2 separate regions of the Cricetulus griseus genome follow, and region 1 is linked to region 2. A link is a contact called in public Hi-C data. All regions are on one chromosome and are shown on one strand. Each heading gives the region's core, a stretch centred on a gene start, on an enhancer-like site or on the middle of the called end of the contact. The rest is flanking DNA. Distances are from core to core; before and after follow the strand shown.

Region 1 (6,459 bases), core at 600-3,099, 570 kb after region 2:
CCCTCCAGCATCCTTCTTGGGAAATGACCTCCTCCTCTATCAGCCCTGATAGAACCAGAGAAAGACAAAGAATGGGACCTGGGTCCTCACTCAAACCCTGTAGACCCTGTGCCTCAAGTAAGTCCTGCATGGTTCTTCTCAATTCAAATTCACACCAACCCCTGTTCTTTCTCCCTGAACAAAGTCAGAGACTTAACTACAACTGTCCAAGGTGTCACTCAAGGTCACAGAGCTGGCACACACAAGGTAGAGATTACAGACACATCTATAGGACTCTGCACTCTGGCTCCTGCTGGCAACTTGTAAAACAGACCTTTCTTTACTAAACTGACTTCCAAGACTCTCCTCCATGCTGTACCATCCCGGTGCCAAGGACATTACCTCCATTTGGGTCAGGTTCCCAATGACAGGTGATTCGAGGGATTCTGGAGGAGTGGGTTGGGAACAGGTGGGAGGTCTTGGGCTGGAACTGGGTGCCTGGAGCCAGATTCAGAGATTAGCTATTCCAAGCCATTCCCCCAGTCCAGCTACATCGGTGTACCAGGTCTCTAGGGAACTTTGAATACGATGTGACTAAAAGACTGCCCATCATTTGTCCAGGGTGGGTCAGCCTAGGAGCAGAGCTGGCCCCTTTCTACAAAGGGCCAACAATTCATCAAGAACCCAGCAGTCAAAGAGCACCCTAAGGTGTGATGGGCACCAGCGTTTGCCCCACTAACTGTCTTTAAGAGGCTCATAGTCCAGCCTAAGCAGGCAGAGGCAATGAGGAGGAAGCAAGCCACTCTGAGCCTTGGGGGCTCAGCCTCAGGTAGAGAGAAACTTCATAGCAGGAGGTACTTGTTTGTGTGTGGGATAACCAAGCAGTGAGAGCCCCACTTGGGCCTGAACACATAGCCCAAGCCAGAACCAGAGCGTACAGCCTCTCCCTCCCACCTTCCGGGTACAGCAGCTCCACTCACAATGACTCCTCCCCGTGCTCTCTGGGACACACCCGGAGCTTGGGTAGGTTGAGCCTCTTTTCCCCAAGTGTGAGGCTGGAAGGACCATGAGTTTGATCTTAGAGGAAGAGTATAAAAATAAAACATGATGTTAAGTGTAGATGCTTACACCCACAAGTATCTGCTGTTGAACCCTCCAGGTCACCCCAGCCCTCGGAGAGACGGTCACTAACCTTCAAGGCACACTTCTGCCCAGTGCGCCGGTGGTAGCACTCCAGCACCTTGCCGTTCACACCCAGGCCCAGCACCTGCTTGGATAACTGGTAGTCGTCAGTCACCGCGTACTTCTTGGGCTCTCGTCGCACACCTAGGGCCTGAGCACCGCCCAAGGTGGGCCCATCGAGTGCACCTGGCGGGGGCACAAGACTCCCCTTCTCCCCTGCTGCCTCGCCATCCATGGCCCCCACGGGGCGCTCCGAGGTAGCCCCAGCCTTGCGCGTCCAGAGGCACCTGGGGGAAAGGGAAAGAGTCACTCCCCTCACTTTTGGACACACCCCAGCCTTGGTTTCTCCAGAACCAGACTGACTAGGCTGCTGGCCCCAAGACAAGCTGGAAACTGCCTGAGAGTACCTACGGGCAGCAGGGTGGGAGGTGATCCCTAGCCCTGGCACATGTCGAGTGGGGAAGGAGCTCGGCGCTGTGTAGCCGCCAGATCCTGAGATCTGGTCATACAGGGGTCCGGGGAAAGCGTACCTGGCGAAGGCGCACTTGGTGGCACTGCACTAGACGGAAGCCATGCTGCAGGCGAGACGGGCAAGGAATAGTGAACCGGGGAGCCTGCAGCCGAGGGGCGCCCTGGGCCCGAGTCTCGCCACCCGCGGCCCACGTGACCCCCCACCCCCCTTCCCGGCACGTCATCCGGACTTGGGGCCCCGCTAGGTCAGCCTTAAAGGGCCAGGCGGGTCCGGGTTGGGCTGGCCGGGGCACAGCCCCTGGCAGGCTCCGCCTGGAGCCGGGACAAAATGGGGGCGTGGCCTCCTGAAGTGGCTGCAACTTTCCGGGCGCCCTGGGACACCGGTAGAAACTCCTCCAACTGCCGTACCAGCCTCGGATTTTATCCGCGACCTAGAAAAGTGGCAACGCAAGTGACAGCAACAACATTTTGTTTCTCTAAGGGCTCTTGAGGGCCGCGTTCTCTGTGCACGCGGCCAAGGGGCTGCTTCGACGCTCTAGAATTCAACCCAATTTCTGCCATTCTGCCCCGGGAAGTGGTTGTTTGATTCGCCACTCCAGTCCCTGGTGGTTTAGGGTACCTCTCTAGCACTAGCCAGCTTTTCTTTTTGTACACTGCCTGACCAACCTCTTGACTTTGCGACTTACTTGTGTCAGCCACAAATGTATTGGGCCACATTCATGCTGTCCCATAAGGCATGTGGCCCGCAGCCGCAGGGTGAACACACCTGGCATGTTCTTGAGTCAGAACCTTGATTTCCCATTTGGTCGGGTGCACCAACTTCTCATATTATGGTTTGGGCTTTAGGTTCTATTTCAAGTCTCTGGTCGTGGTGAAGGTGAAAACGTATATTTCCTGCACGAAGAAGGTTTAGGCGGGAAGACTGTGAGTTCGAGGTTAACCTAGGCTACACCGTGAGGATGTATTTATAAAGGCACACGCCTTTAATCCCAGCACTGGGAAGGCAGAGGAAGGCGGATCTCTGAGTTAGAGCCCAGCCTGGTCTACAGAGCAAGTTCCAGAGAAACCAAGTCTCGAAAACCAAATAAATAGAGATTAACTTAACATTAAACTCTCTTTCTCCTACCCCAGAGACAGATTCTCTATTAGCTTTGAAATTTCCCTTTCTGTATTTAGACATCAAGTTCATTCTTAGTCCATCTTAGCCTGTCATAGATATCTTGAGCCAGCTTTCCCAGAAGTCTCTTATTTCACAGAAGAATCAGAGGCTCCCATGGAGCGGGGGAGTGGGGGGAAGGCCTCGGCGAGAGCCACAGAGATCGAGACTGCGTCTCCTGTGGGAACTCTTCCAACCATGTCTACAATCCACAAGTTGGGGAACCCGAGTGATGCCTTGAGACTTTCCTCTAAATAGGACTTTGCTGCCATCTACAGGCTATATTCAGAACTGCAGTCACCAGGACCTCTGTCCTACCCAAAGGTGTATAAATTTCCGGGCCTGGGAATTGATGACTTTGAAGACCTCCTCTATAACCTCCCACCACAACACATACAAAGACACATGGCTGAACGTCCACGATTGTCAGAGAACTAGTTCCTAGCTAGCAGGAACTTGGTGGCCTTCTATCTATACAATGGCCTCCCGCTGCGGATAACCACTTTGTGAAGACTACTGCAACTATTTGTGGGTACTCTCTGCAGGTGGCTCAGCCTGTCTCCTCCAGGCAACATTTAAGCTAGCAATAACCAGTGAAACAGAGGTTCTAGATAAGAGCTTCTGCTGATCATAAGAGCACTTCCTGTGAGCACCACGGCCTCCCTGAGACGGGGGAAGGAGGAGGTCACCATCCCTTTAGACACACACTGAAAACACGTAAGAGAAGAAAGACCGGAGAGGGCAAATGACCTGTTCGAAGCCAGCAACTAGCAAGAGAGCCCCCATTTTTTCACAGCACGTATTGCTGAGAGCCCACCATTTCAATCCCAAAGCACAACCCCCAAGTTGGGCCTTCTCAGATAACGGCCACCTCCCACGATGCTTCCTCCCCCTTTGCGCTCCTTCACCTGTGCAAGAATACTCTCACACATGCACTCACACTATTGTGGAGTAGCATCTTAACTAGGCACAAAGGCATTACATTGTTTAGGCTGCAAAATACTAATTTAACTGTGTGAAGGTGTGTTATATTTGTTTATGCTGCATTTGTTTAACAATGTAAGGATGTGTTGCATTTGTTTCACCTTGCCTGCCTAGGACACCTGATTGGTCGAGTAAAGAGCTGAATGGCCAATAGCTAGGCAGAGAAAGGGCAGGCGGAGCTGGCGAACAGAGAAAATAAATGGGAGAAGAGTGGGAGGAGGAAGGAGAGAAGAAGGGGAAACAAGGGAGATGCCAGCCAGCCAGGCATAGGGACGCAGTGGAGGTAAGATATACAGAAGTAAGAAAGGTCATGACTCCCACGGCAAAAGATAGATAAACAGGTTAAGTTAAAAGAGCCAGCCAGAAAGGAGCCTAAGCTAGGTAGAGCATTCAAAACTAGGAATAAGTCTCTGTGTCATGATTTGGGAGCTGGTTGGTGGCCTAAAAGAGACAGCCTGGTACACACACAGTGCACACAAGAGACACATACAGATATTCATATACAGGACTAGATTTTAAGTGCCCTAAAATTTTTATAATTACGTCTTAAAGTTAGATGGTTTTATTTATTTATTTGTGTTTATTTATTTATTTCCTTTTCAGCTTTTAGGAATTTTATTCTCCTTCCACCTTTTCCCATTGGCTCAGGTGCCTGCAGAGCGGCTCAGGTGCCTGCAGAGCAGCTCAGGGACACTCAGTGGTGACTCCAACCACTCAGTGGCCTGCACTGTGGGAGCTGCTGACCAGTCCTCAGTAACTAGCTGGGCACTCCAGCCTTTAGTGGGGAGCCGCTGGATGGGTGCAGAGGGCACGTGCGCACTCTCAGACCGACCAGTCTGCCATCTCTGGGGAGCTGGCGCCATTCATTCGCTGTGAAATTCCTCCTTGGTCGCAGCCTTCTTGGCAGCAGCCTGTTCCTCTTCAGTCTTCTCTGGGTAAAGACCAGGGATTACATCCCATAGGCGCTCACCAGAGATAGCGCCACGCATGCGGAATACTTCCGGGGCCAGTGTCCACCACATCAGACCCACTGAGTGAGCGCCCTTGTTGTTGCATGGGATGGCAATGTTCACGTAGCGCAGAGTCTGTGTTACACAGAGCAATGGTGGGCAGGTTGACATATGACACCTCTGTGAGAGGCTGGTGGTCAGCCCAGGGATCACCACTAGAAGCCATGGCTCCCTGGAGGCTACTTGGATCTTGTTAGTGAAGGTGCCGGGTGTGAAGCGGCAGCAATCGGAGTGTCTAATGGCAAAGCTTCAGCAGGGCTCGCTGGCCAGTGTTCCCTGAGGAGATGATGCTGACTGACATCAGCAGGGTTCTCAATGGCAACCACAGCCCGAGCTGCAAGCATCAGCCTCCCCCAGGCGCTCTTCAGATTTATGATGTAGATACCAACACTTTTCCTTTTGTAGATGTGCTGCTCCATCTGGAACTGGAAGTCGGTGCCACCAAAGTGGGTCCCTGCCACAAGGAATTTGAGGGCATCGAGGGCTCCCGACATTGTATAAGTTTCCCTTTAAGTAATGATGGGAATCAAGAACAACGCCATATGAACCCATCCCTGGGCATTCAGAAAGCATTTGATTTATTTTTTTGAGACAGGGTCTGGTGTAGCCCGAGCTGACATCAAACTCACTAAGTAGACAAAGATGATCTTCAACTCCTGACCTCCCTACCTCAGCCTCTCAGGTGTCAGAATTACAGGTGTGAGCCACCATACACTTCATTTTGTTAAAATTTATAGAGGAGTCAAACTTGCTTGCTGCAATTGTTCAAACCACACCAAAATATAGAAAGTAAGTAGTCCCATAAAAAAAAAAAAATGCCCTTCCTGGGCTGGTGAGACGGCTTAGTGAGTGAGTGTGCACTTCGTACATAAGCCCAGAGAGTTGGGTTCAATCCTGAGGATCTATGCAAAGATGGAAGGAGAGAATAGACTTCACAATGTTGCCTTCTAACTCTACACTCACACTGTGGCATGCATACCCACGTGCGCGCACGCGTGCACACACACACACACTTAAATGTAAATGCCTATGATTGTATTTCCCATATCAATCATAAACAGAGGTTTTCCAGCTGTTCATTTAACCCAGGAAAATCAGACTATGTAGCTTCTTCTCAATGCTTATGCTGCAGCAACCACCTGGACTCATGTCCCCTTTCACACTGTTAAAAAGATTTAAAACATAGGATGCTGGGCGTGAGCACGGTGAGTTCGTGGCAGCAGACTCTGCCATGTAGCCCTTTGTGATAGTTGTGTTCAAGGGAACAGAGACTGGGACCTTTGTAGTAGCTTACAGTGACCAAATAGACCACCCAATAAGTGCCTGGTGGAGGGAGGGCAGTCCCTGCTCCCGACCACAATGGCCTTTTGATGAAAGGGAACCTGCTCGTGGTGATAGGATAGAAACCAGATATTGAGGGAATATTGCTGTGTATTCTTGTTATCCATCTTGTGATTTTCCTAGGAGGGGGAAGGCAAAAGTGTCTTGCAGTCACCGGGATCCAGTGCCTGGGACTGAACACACTAGAAAGGACCATCTCTGGATATTTTGCCTAGTGATGGCTGAAGGGGCGCCACTAGGTGGCAGTGTGGGCCCCGCAGTCAAGGATGAGGGGCCGTTCAAGGGGCGCAGCCAGGGACTGGAGAGGTAATAAGGAAATGGACAGAGTTACGAAGC
Region 2 (6,828 bases), core at 2,261-4,760:
CCTTGTCAGGAATGGCAGAGCATAGCTGTCATCTGAGAACTTGAGAGGGAGAAAAAAATAAAACCCTTATGCTCTCTGCAACAGCTCTCCTAGGACTCCACCTTGAAGTGACCTGCTACCTCTAACCACCCTGACCCATCCTATTTCCTACCATGTATCCCATATTTACTGCCTTTCTTCATCACCTCATTGTATATGCCTCTTTCATGCACAAGTCTTCCACACTGTGTCCTGAAGAGCACTCAGTACACACTCTATAAGCACAAGCCAACAAATGAATAAACAATCACTTTCAACCCAAACTGTGGTCCTTTCCTTAGCTCTTAAGCCTATAACACAACCAAAGACCTGTAGACAGGTCAAGTTTTTAAGACTTCTGTAGGTAGATATCCCTGTCAGATCTCTTGGTGGCTGATTCTCTTCCTCCTCCAGACAGGTTGTGTTGCCAGCATTACTTCCTTCCAGGTCAGAAATAAAGGAAGCAGAGCCTGGCACTGCTGTTCAAGTCCTTGGGAGGACAGGGATGGGGGCAAATGCAGCATCAAGGCCAAGGTGACACATGGCCTCTGAGAACTTGTTAGGCCGCAAGCAAGATAGGGACACGGTAAGGACAGACAGAATCAATCTGACTACATCAGGTCAGGTTTCTGAACAAGCTCTTGGACATAGTCTGACCCCAAGACCTTAAACATCTAAAAGAGATGCCAGGACTCTCTGCCAATATTCCCTGGCAACATAGGTGCCTGATCTATGAGGTCTCAAGAGAGCTACTCTCTCTTCCTCATATCCTGGGAAGTCCTCTCAGCTCCCACCCAAGGGATCCGAGTGTCCACCCCCCATGCACTATACCTATGTCTCACCTTGATATAGGTATCCAAAGCAGGGTGGACTCGGCGGGCAGCCAGCCAGATGGATATGGGGGTGGTGTAGGGGAAGGTGGCTGTCACCACATGGCTGGGTGCTGGAAAGGAGAAGACCTTGAAGCCGAATTTCTGATAGAGGTGAATGAGCTCAGGTGAGGGTGACTCCTCTCCCTCACTCAGGATGCTGCCTACTGCACACCGGCACTTCTCAGGAGGCACCTGTAGAGGCAGAGCATGGGGTCATTACCACGCAAAGGAAGGAGGCCTTCAGACCTAAGGCCCTCTGCTTCTGAACTAACTCAACCCTGGAGGAACCACCTGCTCTGACAAGCTACAGAGCCCTAGATCCTAGGAAGGAGCTAACCATTTCTGTACCAAAACCAGCATCCTGCTGCATGACTCTCATCCATTTCTTCAGCAAACATGCTAAGCTGCACACATGATTCAAGAATCATGGTGAGGGGGGGAAAAAAAGAGAAAGAAAATAATTTAGTCTCTACCCTCCAGGACACATGGGGAGGAAAGAACAAAGAGGTATCTGAGCTATCTGAGCTATCACCCCCTACACAGCCTACATGGTGCTGCCAAGGATTTCCCATCTTCTGCTGTTACCTTCTATGGGTCCCAGTCTCAGAGGGCCTCCAGCAGGACTGCAGATTGCCCATCCTAGGGTCTGGATCCAGCACAGTCCAATTAGTTTATTTCCCTCCTATATCCCAGAGGAGCAAGCTTCACTAACAGAGAAATCACGGTGAACAAGGCAGCAGAACTGAGGAGTGAGAATAAAGAAAAAAGCCTACAACAGCTGTCTTTCCTGGTTGCTCCATGAAAACAAGTGTGTGTAAATGTATACAGTGGAACACACAGGACAGAGGCCAGGGTGGGGATTTAGAATTTACTGTGGAGGGTCAGGATGTGAGATAAAAATTTAAGAGGAATCACCTCTAGGTACACATGTAGGGACAGCCACCATCACAACAGCCTCTTTTCCACCTAAAACCTGCCTACTTTCCAATCCCTTCCTGTTTATACTCCATACTGGTGGTTCCCATGTCTCCCAGTCCCTAACAAATGTACTTGCTATTCTATTTCTCTTTCCTCAGGCTCTCATCAGACAGAGGCAGTGAGTTCTGAGTTTCCAACACTTCCAAGGCTGACCTAAGGATGACAGGGCCAGTGCTCACTTATGGCAACAGGTGGCACTAGTCTGCCCAACCTTCTATTTCCCAAGTCTATTTTCCTGCCATCTATGTACCAGCTCTTGGACTAGGCCCCCAGGGGAAGGTGTTCCTAAATCCAGGACATTTACCACAGATATAGTGCCTCAAATCTGGGATTTTTTTGATCTTAAGGCACGATTCAATTCTTTCCCTACCAGAGCCTACTGACCTCTCTCCTTATTTAAACAGGACACTCTCCTACCTCTACCTTCCTAACCCACTTTCTCAGCACCATGAAGTTATTGCTATACATCTGCTTCTACCACCCCTACCACCCTGTTTTGGTCCTTCCAACACCTGTCACCATTCCCTAGGGGCTTTCTTAGCCCTGATTCACTTCCTCTACTCTGGCAACCTATCTCTGCCTTAGAATCACACTTTTCTGTTCCGGGCTCTGACCTCTGAGGAGACCCTAGGGGGGTTAGCCAACTCTCATGGTTCTGACCTTGTTGCTTCCTTGAACCCAAGGGCAGCAAGTATAACTTAGGAGTTTTAGTCATAGGCGATATAATGCAATGTTCATAACTACGGCTATAGGAAGACTGGCCAGGGAGTAAAACCCAAGTCATGTGATCCTAGCCAAGTCCCTTGGCTTCTCAGAGCACCAATTCCTTGGTATTTCCTTATAGGCTTTTCACATAAAAGAAACACTTCACAAAGGCTTGGCACTAATGAAGTGCCCATAACTATTTTTGATTATTCATAACAATAACACTGTCCCAATCAGTCCCTTGGTCTAGAATGACCATCCAACCTAACCTTTGAATATAGTCCTCCCCCACCCGTCCTTCAGGGTTAATGGGTAGCTTTGTAACATTTTCCCTCTCCCCAAACTTCTTGCAAAATTTGCTGAGCCTTCTCAAGACTACTTAGCCTTAAGCTCCTCCCATTCCATTCAAACGTGACAGAGCTGCAGTACCATGTCTTGTCTCTAGATGGCGGACCTATACCACTTACACCCTAAGAGTTGCAATGGCTATATAGGCAGGAGGCTCTCACAGGCCTGGACTGCCAGGCCAAGGGACAGGGAAGGTACCTGACCCCAATGTAAGCTATGCTAGGTGGGAGGGGAGTAGAGAAGAGAGAAAAAAAAAATGTTAATGTAAGTTAGAGGGAGAAATGGGTGGAAGGTCACTTGTCAATTGACAGCTTCTCTTTCTCCCTTGCCTGCCTTAATCTGAGTTCCAAGGTCTTTCCTGAAATCACTTCAGCAGCCCCCACGGAAATACCAACAAAACACTCTTTGACTCCAAGATACTTGAACACATGATTAGAACCTCTCAATGACAGACTCCCAGCTCATATCTACGGCAAAACTAAACCTCCAAGCCAAACAGGTCAGGCATGACACTGAACTCACCTCAGGATCAGGAATCAGCAGGGCCAGAACCTGGGCAGGCAGCCACTGGGTACGTGGCAGAGGGAGGGGCAGAACCCGGGTCTGGCCCAGCCCGCCTTGCCAGCCTCCTCTCCTACCACACCCCCATATACACCCACATGTAACTATTTGTAGCCAAACATGCCACGTCTTCCCATGCCTTGCGTAAGCTCCTTCCTTTGCCTAAAATGTTCCTCTTCACCCGATTTGAGTCTTCTTTCTGGAAAACTCCAGTTCATCCTACAACTCCTCTCCTCAAAGCCTTGCTATTCTCCTGGAAGCTGCCCCTCCTCTTTGATCCCAAATAAACACAAATAGAACAGGTCTTCTACTGCACTGTAATGAAGTCTTCTCATTTTTTTCCCACCACTCCAGCCTCAAGGCTGGAAAGTCTAGGATCCTACACAGAAATTTCTCGGGTATATTTAACAATGGTGCCAGCATGCACACAGCTGCTCACACAAACCCTACGCCACAATCAAATGATCTGCAGAAAGGGAAGTGCTCCTCTCCAATGTAGTAGTGTGGAACACAAGAGCTCTCTCCGACTCGATTGGTCTCTATGTCTACCAACTCTACAAGTAAGGTTATTATTTGCCCCTTTCCCTATCCTGGCCAGTGCTTAGAAGAGGCACCACAGTAATCCTACCATCTGCAGTAGAACCAGGTCACCAGCAAAGAGACAAGACAGCTACAAAGATAATCCAGGAAGTTGCAAAGTTGGTCCAATAGCAGTGACCAGGTCCAAGACAAAAGCCCGGGTCTCCTATTTGTCTATTACTTCTACTCATATCAAATCTAGCTGGAGTATCTATGACCAAAACAAGAGCTGGACCAGAACTGCACTAGCCTGGAACCATACTGGAGAGACAGGACAAAGGCAGAACCAACACCACTTTGAAGAAAGGAAAGCCCACCCAGGATCTACCATCAAAACCAAGACTATCATACCAGACAGTGACGGTGCATGCCTTTAATCTTAGCAGAGGGCAGATGGATCTCTGCGTTCAAGGCTAGCCTGGTATACAAACTGAGTTATAGGACAGCTAGGGCTGTTACACAGAGAAACCCTGTAAAGAAAGAAAGAAAGAAAGAAAGAAAGAAAGAGAGGGGGGGAGGGAGGGAGGGAGGGAGGGAGGGAAGGAGGGAGGAGAAAGCAAGAGGCCAGGTGGTGGCAGTGCATGTCTTTAATCCCAGCACTTAGGAGGCAGAGGCAGGCAGATCCCTGTGAGTTTGAGTTCAGCCTGGTCTACAAATGAAGTTCCGGGGCAGCCAGGGCCGCTACACAGAGAAACCCTATCTCAAAAAGCAAAAAAAGAAAGAAAAAGAAAGGGTGGGGACTACCAAGGAAGAGACAGGGGCATTCCAGGCTTCAGCACATCTTCAAGGTATACAGCCTCCTCAGTCCCAGATGAGGAGGAGGAGTTGCTTGGAACCTGAAGATTTCAGGTATGAGTCCATCCTGATGCTAGCCCACTGCCCTTAGCAGAGAGGTCTCTGACAACCATTAGGCCACAGTGAAGAGTCATCTCAGGGTACTGCCTGGCTGAGACCTCCAAACTATAGGGATAGGACAAGATTTGTATCTTTCAGGATTCAGAAAAGAGAAATTATGTCAGCTGGCACACTGGGTTCAGTGGAAATGGCCAACCTCAGCCCACAATCCATTCAGCCAACAGGGATAGGTATATCATCTGCCAGTCCAAGCCCAGAGGACTGCCATGATCCCTCTCTTGACAGTTCTCAATCAGAGTTACCAAGGCAAGGGGAGACATAGAGATAAAGCTATGTGCTTGCATTGGCACTCCCAGGGTTAAAAAGGGGTGGTATCTACCAATTACAGATGTGTACTGGGCCTCCTTTACCCAGACCTGGTATTCAGTCAACATACCAAGATATGTATTCAACTTATCTGCTATGTGAAGGATCATAAGGTAGCCAACAGCTGGAATATGGGCTGATACCAACAACTAGGCCAGAAGACAAGACTCATACTCTAGGGGGCTCAGAAGGAAGGAAGAAGTCATTGGGATGTCAACTCTTTTTTTTAAAAAAGGCTCTGGGGGCTTTCTGAGAGTTCCCATCTTTACTTTAGTTCCTTAGGAACCTTCTCTTCTACTCCCAGAAGCATACCCTACTGATAACAGGTGCCTGACAAGGCCTCACCACTTGCTGCTTTCCACACCTAAGCTCATTAGATCCACACAGCATTGTGTGGTCAGTTGGTACTGTTCTCAACCTTGCTCCTGAGGCACAGGATACCAAGTTAATCAGCAAATGTCACACAGCAAGGCAGTGTTGGGGTCAGGGTTCAAACCTAAGCAGACAAGCTCTGGAATTGAAACATACAACCCACAATCACATGGGAATTTGAGAATTCAGCCCTAGCTAGAAAAAATAGCCTTTCCCTGCACTGTGTCTCCCCAGACTCAGGACACCTGGAGCAGGCATTCCTGAAGGCATAAAAGCCCTGTGGTACAAGGCTCTTAGTGTCAGGGCTGGTGTCAAATGTGCTATGAACTATTAGGAACCAGGCACTGGGCCTTTGCCTCATCACTTTGATGCCACAAAACTAAAACCTGGCATTTGGGAAGATGCATTTAGCATGAACGAGGCCCTGGGTTCAACATTCAGCACCTGAGGCAGGAAGGATTCTTTCATCCCATTTGATAGAAGAGAAAGGCTCACTGGGAGACCAAGTGACTCACAAAATCACATGCTAGGAAGCATCCAGAGCCTTGATTCAGACCTAGAAGGGTGAATCCAGAGTCCTCTCCTCTCACTTTACCTCCCAAGGGCAGCGAGGAGCTCACCTTGAGAGACCTCTTCCACGCTTAACTTATTACAGAGCAATAGTCTGGTTCCATCTGGCAGAAAACATCCACAGGTTAATCGGAGTATAGACAGCCTGGGTCCTCAGGAAACAGCAGCTCAGCCCATATTTCCACCGCCCTGTTGAAGATGTCAGCCCAGGGAAACTTTATCTCCTCATTCCTTCCTAGGCTCCATCTGACCCACATGCCTTAACCCCACTGAGCAGTGAGGAGAGCGGTACATACCTAAATCAGAACTCTGAAAACTCTCAGGCCCTGCAAACTTTGTGGTTCTAGGCCTTGATTCTCAGTGGACTAATGGAAAGAGGGTTCTTTAAGCCCAGAATGCCATCAGTTCCTCCATTACTCCATGCCCCTGGGAAAAGCATGATACTTGGTGACGGATGTGAAGAGCAGATCCCATCTGCCTAGGCCAGGTAAATATAACTAACTACCACACCCTCTTGCCTCACCTCGGCTTCCACAATGGTAGACAGGCAGGTTGCATAAGCCCCAAATAGCAGAGGAGGAAATGTGGAAGGCATGACAGAGGT

What was found. A called contact is a pair of places that touch in the nucleus more often than the background predicts.
Region 1: a Hi-C map of the CHL-YN cell line shows a contact between it and region 2, with 5 times the contacts expected there. The contact joins the promoter of Mapkapk3 here to the enhancer-like site in region 2. A contact is called at or near these places in 3 of 8 Hi-C or Micro-C datasets (the CHL-YN cell line and the CHO-K1 cell line).

What each region holds. Positions count from the first base shown.
Region 1 is chr4:215,466,486-215,472,944 of CriGri-PICRH-1.0, forward strand. Mapkapk3 (MAP kinase-activated protein kinase 3) reads right to left here and starts at 1,850. Exons shown (of 11, transcript XM_027414444.2): 1 at 1,692-1,850; 2 at 1,172-1,448. The coding sequence starts at 1,396. It also overlaps the pseudogene LOC100769188.
Region 2 is chr4:214,896,226-214,903,053 of CriGri-PICRH-1.0, forward strand. It overlaps Tex264 (testis-expressed protein 264), which reads right to left. Exons shown (of 6, transcript XM_027414424.2): 4 at 861-1,082. Among named protein-coding and RNA genes, the nearest start is that of Tex264, 11 kb to the right of the region's middle. Within about 2 kb of position 3,511, at least 1 of the 6 cell types and tissues checked has open chromatin away from gene starts, as enhancers often do.